Regions from separate parts of the Canis lupus genome. Here region 1 is linked to region 2. Evidence: chromatin contacts called from public Hi-C data. All regions are on one chromosome and are shown on one strand. The core of a region is the stretch at or near the end of the contact, and the rest is flanking DNA. Distances in the headings are between cores, read along the strand shown. Region 1 overlaps BACH2 (transcription regulator protein BACH2). Region 2 overlaps BACH2 (transcription regulator protein BACH2).

The links. Hi-C and Micro-C count contacts between places; a contact is called where the count stands out from the background.
Region 1: a Hi-C map of skin fibroblasts shows a contact between it and region 2, with 2.5 times the contacts expected there. The contact joins two enhancer-like sites. A contact is called at or near these places in 2 of 9 Hi-C or Micro-C datasets (amygdala and skin fibroblasts).

The regions. Positions count from the first base shown.
Region 1 is chr12:49,479,292-49,485,408 of UU_Cfam_GSD_1.0, forward strand. The region is part of intron 2 of BACH2 (transcription regulator protein BACH2); the gene reads right to left. Among named protein-coding and RNA genes, the nearest start is that of GJA10, 190 kb to the left of the region's middle. Within about 2 kb of position 2,605, at least 2 of the 20 cell types and tissues checked have an H3K27ac peak or open chromatin away from gene starts, as enhancers often do.
Region 2 is chr12:49,357,189-49,362,878 of UU_Cfam_GSD_1.0, forward strand. All of the region lies in intron 4 of BACH2 (transcription regulator protein BACH2), which reads right to left. Among named protein-coding and RNA genes, the nearest start is that of GJA10, 68 kb to the left of the region's middle. Within about 2 kb of position 2,298, at least 2 of the 20 cell types and tissues checked have an H3K27ac peak or open chromatin away from gene starts, as enhancers often do.

The DNA of each region.
Region 1 (6,117 bases), core at 1,355-3,854, 120 kb after region 2:
GTAGAAAAGGTCAAATCTCAAATGTTCCACTGTCCCATGCTATATAAAATTTACTAAAAATTTGGTGACAGCTTTAGCAATAAACATGTAAACTGAGAGTGGCCCTGGTGTCCTTATTCATATTCAGAAACACTAAATGGAGTCGTCACACATCATTTTATGGCCAGAAGGGCTTTAAAAAGAAAGGGGTTAATTTTTTGGAAACTACAGAGATGAATTTTTAAAAACTTTACATTTCAAGCAATTTAAATAGTCACTTGTATAAGGCAAAAGACCTTTGAATCATAGATCTTGTGGCTTTTGTGTTTTGCTCTACTGGCATGGGAAGGTAATGCAAGGAAATGTGCTTTCTTTCTTTTCTTTTCTTTTCTCTTTTTTTTTTTTTTTTTTTTTGCTACAACACAGAAAGACGCAGCCATTTCAGACAGGATGGAGAAAATTAAGATGAAAATGTCTCTGAAAGTTTCCACTTACACATATCAGGTGCTGGGACGAAGTTATTCTGGTTGGGGAATATAGCTAGAAAATTCACTTTGTTGATATTCAAGATGTTTGCGTTCCCAAAATATGGTAGGTTTGTCCAGATTTCTACCTCTATTATAAGAGGATAGTGCTATTTTAGAACTATTTGCCATTGACAATTCAGAAAAGAAAAACCCAAAAAGAAATAAGTGTTGAAAATACACACCTGAAATAATTTTGGGGTCTGTAGGCTTTATATCTTAAAAAATACTGGCCTGTATTTACATACCATACTAAGTTCTATTTGCTGAAAACTTCTGTGTACTGGGAACTATCGTAGGAATTTTACAGGTATTATTAACTCGTCTGCTGGATGGGAGAACTATGGCTCACAGAGGATAAATGTCTTGGCTAAGGTCACAATGATGGAGAGGGGGTGACATGCAATCCGAATCTGTCTCCACCTGACTCTCAAGGCTATTCCTTTCCTGTGTAGCACTACCAGCCACTATAATTTGGGGAGATGACATCCCTCTTCCCAAAGGAAACATGATCAATTTTCCATGTGCTACCGGTAAAATGTCAAACCTGATGAAGCTTCAGGTCCTACAGTAATCTGATTATGTGTAGAAAAAGAATTAATTAACTTGTTAGTCCTAAAATGGTTATATTTCACACATTAGAATTAAATTAGAATTAATAAGACTTAAATACTTTTTTCTATTGCAGTTTCTTTAAATAAAAGTACTACCGTGTAGCTTATTAAGAAATGACCTAGATCATTTTCTAAAGGTGATTTAAAGCACAGGATACCTGTCCTTAGTCATGGGACATGGCAGTGAAAATGCTGCATGAGGAATCTCACTCTGGGTCTCAATCTCAGAAGAGCATCACCATTCCCGGCAATCAATGCCCAAGCAGAAAATGCCCAGAGCAGGGTCTGATGTACCATTTAGGGCTCAAGTACCATATTTTCTATCCCTATGTCAAAGATCATCCATGAAATCACACAATGACTAAGTTCATCTGCAAGAAATGCTGTGGGTAAGCCCAGTGGGTTTGCTTGCCAACGTAGTGAATGGCAGTTTCTTGAGAACTTGGATGGGCCAATAGTGCCTTGACTTTTCCTAGGTTCCATGCTTGGTCTGATCTATCTGCCTCCTTCCCCTAATCTGAGAACTTCAGCTCTGTCCACGCTCATTTACCAGCCAGAAAAACCTGGAAAGTCCTATCCCCCTGGGGAGCTTCAAATGCCTGCTGGCCTCAACTGTCAATTGCAGGTGCCCCTTGACTTCCAAGCTGCACAAGTGTGGGTGCCAAGTGGGGCTCACACAAAGCAAGGTGCTGCTGGGCTGTCCCCAAGTGAGGCTGGCGAGGTCCACACAGAGCTCACTGCAGGTGTGACGGCTGCAACAATTTTGGCCAGGACCCTGAAGACAGGTGAGCCATATGTTGTTCAAAAAGGGTGTGATAAACCATTCAAGGAAAAGGCAATACCACTGACCTACAGCTAAAAAACTAAGAGTTATCTTAGATTTCTTAGCCTTTCCTCTCTCCCTCTCCCTTCTAAACATCTAACCCGTCGGCAAGTGCTGCCGATTCTACCTTCAACTTATATTTCCAATCAGTCTACCCTTCTCCATCTCTACTCCTGTCACCATTATTTCTCACTGGGTCCACTGCTATTGTCATGGTAACTGGCCTCTCTGTTTTCAATTCCCTCTTGGCATCGAAAGTCCCCAGGATCACAGAAGGCTGGGTGATTTGCGAGGAGGACTCACGAGACAGCATGTAGTTGCACCTACGCTTTGATTTATTAGAGCCAGATCTCATCTGATTCCAGCTCAAAACCTGATTGGGGACTCTGGCCACACACCTGCCCTCACCCTCCCCTCCAGCTGCCACCTGCACCCTCAGAAGCCTCTTCTTCCCCTAACAGGCTCTGCTTCCTGCTGCTTTTTCCTCACTTGACAAACTCAGCTCCTCTCCCTGGATCTACAGTCTCTATGCTCCTGCCACCATCTGCCTTATATAAATATCAATTGTACTTTATCTTGCTGTGGTCATACACCCTGCAGTGAATTGGGGGCTGTGGCTCTGAATCCCACGGTACCCATAACCACACGGCACTATCAGAGCCAACTCCAGTCCTGCTGCGGTGTAGGCACTGCACCCAGCCTGACACCCACCGCCAGGCTCCTCACCCCAGCCCTCTGTCTTGAGCCACCTCAATCCTCTCTCCTCATTTCCCCTTTCTAAGCTTACGGATGATTCTCTGCAGGCTGAGGAAAAGAAAAAATACGGAGCAGAGGAGAGTGCAAATCAGAAGTGGCAAAAGCTGCTGTGTGTACACACAGGGGACTGCGGCTGTCCAGATGGATCTGATACTGTTCTGCAGACCTATTTTTGTTTTCTGTTTTTGTTTTTTGTTTTCATAAAGCATGGATTGGTAGAGCTGAAAGGACCTTGGAGATCATGGCGTTCAATCATCCTCCTTTTACTGATGAGGAAACTGTGGTGTAAGAAGAGGATGAGAAGGAGAAAGAATTTATTGAAGGCTCATCATCTACTTTGGATACACGTCCCAGGTCCCACAGCCAGTGAGTAGGTGACAGAGTTGGGGCTACAGAGTGCTTAAGGGAGCATTTTCATCCCACATACACTTTGCCTATTACTTATTCATATCAATACAGAGGAAAGGGCATATATTTAACACATAAAGATACTTGGAATTCCCATCTCAAAAGGTAAATGATTTCCCCCTCTGTATTATCCAATGCATATTTTCATAGCATCAATGCATATTTCAAAACATAAAACATAAAAGTCACATTTTGACATCTTTAAGTGAACAGTTCAGTGGAATTAAGTACATTAATTTTGCTGGGCAACCATCACCATGACTCATCCAATACATTTTTTTAAAAAGATTTATTTATTTATTTATTTATTTATTTATTTATTTATTTATTTATTGGGGGGGGGCAGAGACACAGGCAGAGGGAGAAGTAGGCTCCATGCAGGAAGCCCGATGTGGGACTCGATCCCGAGTCTCCAGGATCACACCCGGGCTGCAGACGGCGCTAAACTGCTGCGCCACCGGGGCTGCCCCATCCAGTACATTTTTAAGAGTATTTTCTGGGGGCCTGGGTGGCTTAGTTGGCTAAGTGTCCGACTCTTGATCTCAGTTCAGGCTTGATCTCAGGGTTGTGAGTTCAAGCCCCGAGGTGGTCTCCACATTGGGTGTGGAGCCTACTTAAAAAAAAAAAAATTCTGAAGAGTAAATTCGAAATGCAATTTAAGAGTGCTCCTCCCCAAAGAAAAGACAGGAAAACACAGGTAGAAAATAAACTTTGGGGGTTACATTTCATCTAACAAAACCTTTCAGATATACTTCTCTCTGTGTCATATTCTCCATTATCCTCCCAGTCTTGAAACCAGAACTCTGAGAACGCTGGTTGCCAGGTGAAAAGGTAGCTTTTGTTGTTTCTCGAGGTTCTATACTAGTTGTATCTGCTTACAAAAATGTTGTGCAACCCAGGAAATCACAGCCTTCCATGCTTCCTCCATAAAAGGACAAGTAAAACAATATTTCTTGGAAAGATAGGCATTTACCAACGTGCTACATCTAGATGGAGCTGTCTCTGCCGCTCCAGTCTGTTTCTCAGCAGGGTTTAAAAGTGTTGGCACAGAGCACAAAGAACGTCCCTCAGCTATTCAGCATTTAGTTCAACTCCACAATATATTTAGCAAGATTTCTCTCTCTTTTTTTTTTTCCCTCCCTTCTTGGTTTAATGACCTCAAATGTACCAACATCCTGTCTTACCTAATCTCCTAACAAGTTCTATCAAATGCCAGGACAGAATCAGACAGCACTGTAGGCAGTGAGATCATTCACTAAGAATTCATTTTTATTCCAAAAATTAGGAGTGCCAGACCATTTAACACAATCTATCACACAGCCAGAAAATTAGCCTTGGCACTTTAAGAGAAACATCTAAACTAATTTTTTTAAAACCTCCTCCTGTCATAGGTCCTTTCACAAACCGATGACTTTTTCTCCCCAGAAAAAGATGCACATACAGAACATATTTCCACATTCTGGGAGGGGTTCAAGGCATCCCCTATGAATCCACAGACCCTAGGTTAAAATCCTCTGCTATAAATGAACTCCAAAAGAGTTCACTTTGTCTACAGACCTCTGTACTGGGTCCCTAGAGCATCCCAGGGTGACCTTCTTTGGTACCACTTTAGCCTCTAGGTGAAAGTGACTTTTCTTGTGTTGGCTTCAGGAACAGTCCCACCTGGCTTCTGGTCAAAATCACATTAGCAGGGCTACATCTCTCACCAAGTCATCTGGCTGCTCTGGGAACACTCATTTCTCTCACTGGTCTATGACAAGCTTGTTCTACCCTCATGTTCCTGAGTTCTGCTCTTTATTTTGCTGTCATAGATCTTGCTGTTCCCTTCTCTCCCTGTCACTTTCTTTGCGATGGCGCTCTTCTAATTAAAAAAATGAGACCTGATTTTTTTTTCTTTACCATTAAAGTAACAATCTCCATTTTGTCTTTAATTCCTTTGCTTTTTCTCCAAAAGCATCCTTCAGCCTTTCATCCCTTTGAACCCTGGGAATAATCTGCTCAGAATGCTCAGTAGCAGTCCCTGTGCTCTTTGTTCAGCCAGGGACAGAATTTCTCCGTCAGGAGCAGTGAGTGTAGTGCAGGAGGAGGAGAGTAAGCCTAAAGTCAGACAGACCCGAGTCCAATCCCATCTTGCTGACCGACTTTGGCCACTAATTTAAATAAAGGCTCAATTTTCCCAACATAAAATAATAGGGATGATAAGAACCAACTTGCAAGGCTTTTTTGTTTTTTAAAAAAAGAATGACTGAATGAGCTGGTACAGACACAGTTCCTGAGACACAGAAGGTACCTGAGAAATGGTGGTTTGCATTCCTCTTCCCAACTCTTCATTTACAGGGTTCAGCATACATTCTGCATTTTAGAAGCAACCACTGTGACTTCTTATTAGTTAGCTGGGACCACATACTCTTGGAGTCTTAAGTATCTTTTTAATAGGCTTATTGAAACATAATTCATATACCATAAAATTCACAATTTTAAAGTATACAACTCAATGACAGTACATTTATGGAGTTGTGCAACCATCACTACTGTCTAATTTCAGTACCTTTCATCACCCCAAAAAGAAATCCCATCCCTATTAGTGGCTATTCTTCACTTTCTCCTCCCCTCAAGCCCTTGGCAACCACTTACCTACTTTCTATCTCTTTGGATTTGCTTATTCTGCACATTTCATGTAAACAGAATCAGATACTATGTGGCTTTTTTTTACCTGGCTTCCTTCACTTAGTGCAGTGTTTTCAGAGTTCATCCATGTTGTAGTATGTATCAATATTTCCTTTTTATGGCTGGATAATAATCCATTGTATGTATATATTATATTCTGTTTATCCGTTTATCAGTTAGTGGACTTTTTTTTTTTCCATTTTGGGCTGAGTAATGCTGGTATGAGCATTTAACTAAAGTTAAATATATGTAGACATATGTTTTCAATTCTCTTGGATATATACCTGGCAGAGGAATTACTGTGTGATGACTGATTTTATGGATCAATTTATCCAGGCAATGGTAC
Region 2 (5,690 bases), core at 1,048-3,547:
CAAAAAGTATAGTTTTACCTTGGAGAAGCTCACAATATACTATTCACAGCTGGAGAATAAGTAAACGCTATCCTCTATATTGTTGAGACTCCTGTGCCTCAGACTTTGAGAGAAGAGGGATGAGCATGGCTATCGAAAGGCACTAAGTTTGGACCAGGACAGGCTGGAAGACAGGAGAGCACAACACCCATGCAAGTCAACCTTTGGTCTCCAAATATTGTGGTTCTGTAACAAATAGCCTCGTGGCCTTCTAGGAAAGGAATTTCTATAAATACCCAGGATTTAACAACACTCTTCTCTACCTAAGAGAAACGAGTGTCCTCCACCCCATCTACATGAAACTTCAAATGTACCCCATAAAAGGGAGCACCACAGTAAGAAAAGAAATGATCCATTGGGAAGAGGTTGACAATGCACAGAAGAAAACCTTAGGGCTAAATAGGGAGGGTTTTAGGAGAGGACACAGCCACGATCCTGTAGGGCAGAGGGAATAAGACTGGGAGTGTTAAACGGTTCTTCCTTAGCACGTTAAGTTAGAATGATAGCAATTTAGATTTGAGGGTGTGTGCTTTTCTGGATGGGCTTGAGAAAAATCAAAATCAAAATCTTCTTTTACACTAAAATAGGAAAAATGACATACTTAGCCAGGATGCTATTTTGGAAAGTCGAATGGGGAAAAAAAAAAAGAATATAAAGTAAATGGGTAAAATTGTGAAATGTCTAAGAAGCAACTGCAATGAGACAAAGAGGTGGGCAGGGTCAGAGCTCAGAGGTAGCTCCAGGGGATGCTGGGAGCCAAGGAGACCAGGTGAAGTCTGTTCTCCCTCTTGAGGGAGTGTTGTCCTGCTAGCTCTATAGCAGGACCTTGCACTGCCCCATCTCCAGCCTTGTGCTCCTGATGCAAAGCACCACCTTAGCCAGCGGTGAAGACCATTCTACATCCCTACTCTTGGTGGGGAGAGAATATGGTGTGCTCTTCACCACAGTACAGAGCAGATATCAGAACACTTTATCTGGCATATGGAAGGAACAGAATGTCAAAGGGGTTTTTATTGCACCTGACCAGATAATTAGGTAATTAGCACTGTTAACTGATAGGGCACATCCTCCATGCATCTGTACATCTCCAGGGAGGAATATTTTCAAAAATGTACTATCGAGTGCTTTTTATTTTATATATGTACATATATATATATATATATTTATTTATTTATTTTTTTTTTTCTGGACAGCATTTCATTTCTCAGAAGGGATGCCAGGCACATTTCTCTTCCGTGCCAGTATGGCCCTTTTTCACTTAGTCAAGCTGGCCTGCAAACAACAAAGAAGTGAATCTGTTTCTGGTCCCCCACGGATCTTACAACATGCCCTGCAGCGCTGGTTAGCTTCTTTGTTAACACGCCAAGCCCCCACCTGGGGGGGCGGGGGTGATGTGTGCACAATTCTAGGAACATGGTCTTACTGAAAGACAGAAAAGACCAGGAGAGGGAGCACAAGAACACAAGATATTTATATTGCTGGGTTGCAGGGCAAGTCATAGAAAGAGAGCAAGGAGAAGAGAAGCAAATTGCCTCAAAAATATATGTAGAATCTGAATGGTGTACTTTTTAGGGGGGAAAAAGGGCATTTGGGACCTCTTATTTGGTCATCACGTATAAGAAATCTTTAGCTGGTTATACTGAATGCAGACCTAAAAGGCTGTTCGATTTGTTCTTATTTGTCCTGGATCATAACATTACTTTATGAACTGCTAAGTCTGTTGGCAATTAATAATACTTTATAGCTACCTTTCCTCGTCATTTTAGTTCACCTTTGCCACACAGTGATATGGGAGCAAATGCATCAAAATGGCAAGTGTGCAGCCTCATGCAGAGACCAGGAAATCTCAGTTCTACCACAGTCCTTAGCTGGGTTAGGTTTGCAGGCTGAGGAGCCTGCATCATCCAGTTCGAGGCAGTGAGACCAGGTGTCCTCCCCTACAGGGACCTTACTATATGGGCTGCTGCTGTGGACCACCTTTGCAATATAGGGTACAGCTCACTTTTCTCCCTTAACAAACTTCACCTACCTCCCATGCTTCTATAGCCTTAGGTGCTAGGAGGATAAAACAATGAATAAGGAAGAAAGGGCACCTAGTCTGAGATGGTCTAGGCTGATGGGACAGAGACGAGTCTGCAGGTAGTAAAACACAGTGAAAGAGCTGCAATGGTGCAAGCACAGGGGTTGGCAGAAGGGGCATCTGACTCAGAGGAAGGAAGACAGAGGTGGAGGCCCAAGTGAGGGGTAGCCAGGTACTGGGTGGGCGCTGGTGCTGCATGTGGAAGGGATATGCAGACATATCTGAGGGTGCCGCAGGAGTTCAACTGTGGTGGGGTGCTGGGGTGGCCACAAGACACTAGAGAGCTGAGCAGGGGGGTAAGCAGCACAGCCAGCTTATGTCACACCTACGAGTCTGGCCGGCAGTCGAGAGCCACTGGAGTCTGCCAAGCAGGAGTACTGGGGAGATTAGCCACAGTTTGGGGACAAGCTGGGTAGGGGGCATGTCCTGACCCGAGTGTGGCTAGCGATGTAGACAGATTAGAGAGGCCGGGAGGCGGATGAGCTGCTGATGCATGACAGCATGGACTGAGACTCATATACAAAGGGCCACACTGCTTCTAACCAACCAACCAAAGCCAGAGCTTGGATATCACACTGGTGGAAGTAGGGTTCCAGTCACAGTCTTTTGGGATGATTTACCACGTGACGGATATGATAGGAATTATGTATGGGTTCAGAAGCATCACTAAGGTAGTTTGGGAATCAAAGTCATATATTACTCATGAGGATATGGTCAGAATTCCGTAGCCTGGAGCTTTCTTTAAAGGATGACAACCATCGATGTTAGCCAGTTGTTTTAGCCACTGCATGATGTAGGGTTTTTAAGGACAGCTAACTTGCCCAATAAATCATTCTGGCCTGGCAATGGGAAAGAGGTGAAAGTTCCTACAGAATGTGAGAAGTCTGTTTTATTTTAAAATAAAGATGAACGGAAGATAGATGAACTAATGAAATGCGATGACTTGCTGAAAATAGCTATGGTCAGAGATGGGGAAAAGACAACCTTCTTCCCAGGCCCTGTTCATCGATTTTTATGATAATTGCGGAGCAACTGACCAGTTCCCTGGTCAGGGTTTCTACCTGGGACTCTAGAAACGTCTTCTATCATGACTTGAGTGGACCTCAGACTTTCAAGTGGACCTTCAGAGTCTGACCCTTCTGCTTCCCTCTTATGATTACATTGCACCTAATTAGATAATGAAGGATACTTTCCCCAGCTCGATCCTTAACTTAATCCTTTTTGCCACGTAAGGTAAATATACTCATAGGTTTGGGACATCTTGGGGGGCTATTATTCTACCTACCACACTGGGTTATTATTAAATCTGTATAGGGATACCTAGGTGGCTCAGTCAGTTAAGCATCTGCCTTCAGCTCAGGTCACGATCTCAGGGTCCTGGGATTGAGCCCCACATCGGGCTCCCTGCTCAGTGGAGAGTCTGCTTCTCCCACTCCCTCTTGCTTCCCTCCTTGTGCTCTCTCGCTTGTGTGCACTCTCAAATAAATAACTACAACCTTTAAAAAATAAAATAATTCTATTAAAAAAATCTTTATAATTGGTTTCTTAGACATGTCTTATATACCTTGTGCCTCAAAAATGAGGCCTCAGACAAAAGCAAGTCCTTACAGGAGTCAAGATGACCTAGATATTAAGGTTTTTATTGATCAAGTGGCATGAATTGAGGAATTATCAATGGGTAGAAGGAAGAAGAATGAAAATTTATCTCCGAATTAAGGTATTTTCTCTTTGCTATCATTTTACATTCATTTTTTTTCAGCATTTTTCATTATCTTTGCATGAAGGAAAATTTCTCTTGCTGGGTTCCTGTGACTTCTTTGTGGCACAGGAAAACCTTGAACAAGAGATGGAGATACTGGCTGTCTCCAAGCTACAGCTGACTGGTGTGTCACCATGGGCCTTATTTTCTTGTTTGTTTGTTTGTTTGTTTGTTTATTTATTTATTTATTTATTTTCCCATTTGTTTAAAACACAGACACCCGGGGCGCCTGGGTGGCTCAGTCGGTTAAGTGTCTGACTCTTGATTTGGGGTCAGGTCATAATGTCAGGATTCTGGGATCAAGCCCCGTGTTGGGTTCTGCGTTTAGTGCAGAGTCCGCTTGTCCGTCCCCCTCTGCTCCTCCCCCAGCTTGCTCTCTCTCTCTCAAATTAATACATAAGAAAATCTTATAAACCCCCCCCAAGCCCACAGACACTTGCATTTTTTTTTAAAGATTTTATTTATTTATTCATGAGAGACAGAGAGAGAGAGGCAGAGACACAGGCAGAGGGAGAAGCAGGCTCCATGCCGGGAGCCTGATGCGGGACTTGATTCCGGGACTCCAGGATCACACCCTGGACGAAAGGCAGGTGCTAAACCACTGAGCCACCCAGGGATCCCGACACTTGCATCTTTAATGAGTGTACTACTGTCATCTCTGAGGCAAGAGGGTTTAGAATATGGGCCCTGGAGTCAGGCTGCTCAGGCTTCTATCCAGGCTCCTTGACTTAGGAGCTGATCTTGGCACAATTAACCTCTTTTACCTCAGTTTCTTTACCATATGGAGATAATAACAGCAATCCCAGAGGGTCAATGAGTTAAACATGTAAAAAAGTGCATGGAGCAGTGCCTGGCACATAGTGAATGCTCAATAAAGGTTATTTTTTTAAATTATCATCAGCATCACTGTATTAGACAGGAAGGCTATACAGAAGATAAAATATAGCCCATTTCTTTAGTGCTGGGTCAGATGAATTTTAAGACCAAGGTTTTATGATTCCCAATATATCACAGAAGAAAAAAACTCCCCAATGTTCTTACTTCCCATGCATCATGCTGCGTTAGCAAGATCTTTTAATATTTCTCCTTGCTGCCAATTAAGGGCACCGAGTCAAAGTTGATATGTAAAAATTACTGTTCCATTATCACCTGCTGGCCTTGCTAATAAATCTTTGCTTAATGAAGCATACGTATCTTTTTAGTAGAACAGAGTATAACCCAAACTAGAGGGACAGGAGCTCCAGCTTGTTTATAATAGGACCTTCAGAAAGCCTGGTGCATAACTGCATGCACATAAATACTAACGCTGTTATTTTCTTGGATCAAAGATCATTTTCAAAAAGTAAGCGCATACACATCTATACTCGTGGTAGCTTCTCAAGCAGGTTCTACAAGGTCCAATAAGTCAGTCTGGAGAGTAGGCCTTCAAATAGCTCTCTTCCACTTGAAATCTGAAGTGTGGAAAGTGGAGTGGTTGTATGTTTTACTGGAAGAGTCAGCAATAGAAAATAGAGGACACTCACAGCTGTAGCAAGCCAGGATGAATTTATACAGTGAATTTTAAATCAGGCTCAAAATTGGCTTATGTTATCCATTGAAAAAAATTCCATTGATTTTGGGCTTCCTGATGATGTTTTCTGGGTGAGGCAGACCTTTGATTGAGAGCCAAAGAAATCTTCAGATGCAGACTTCTTTATTTTCAAAAGAATCTGAAGAGGCAGAAATTGCTAGCAGAATTCAGGAACAACAATGAATATTATATTTCCACTTGGTAGCAACTATCTTGGTATTAAATTTGACTGATTTGGTTCT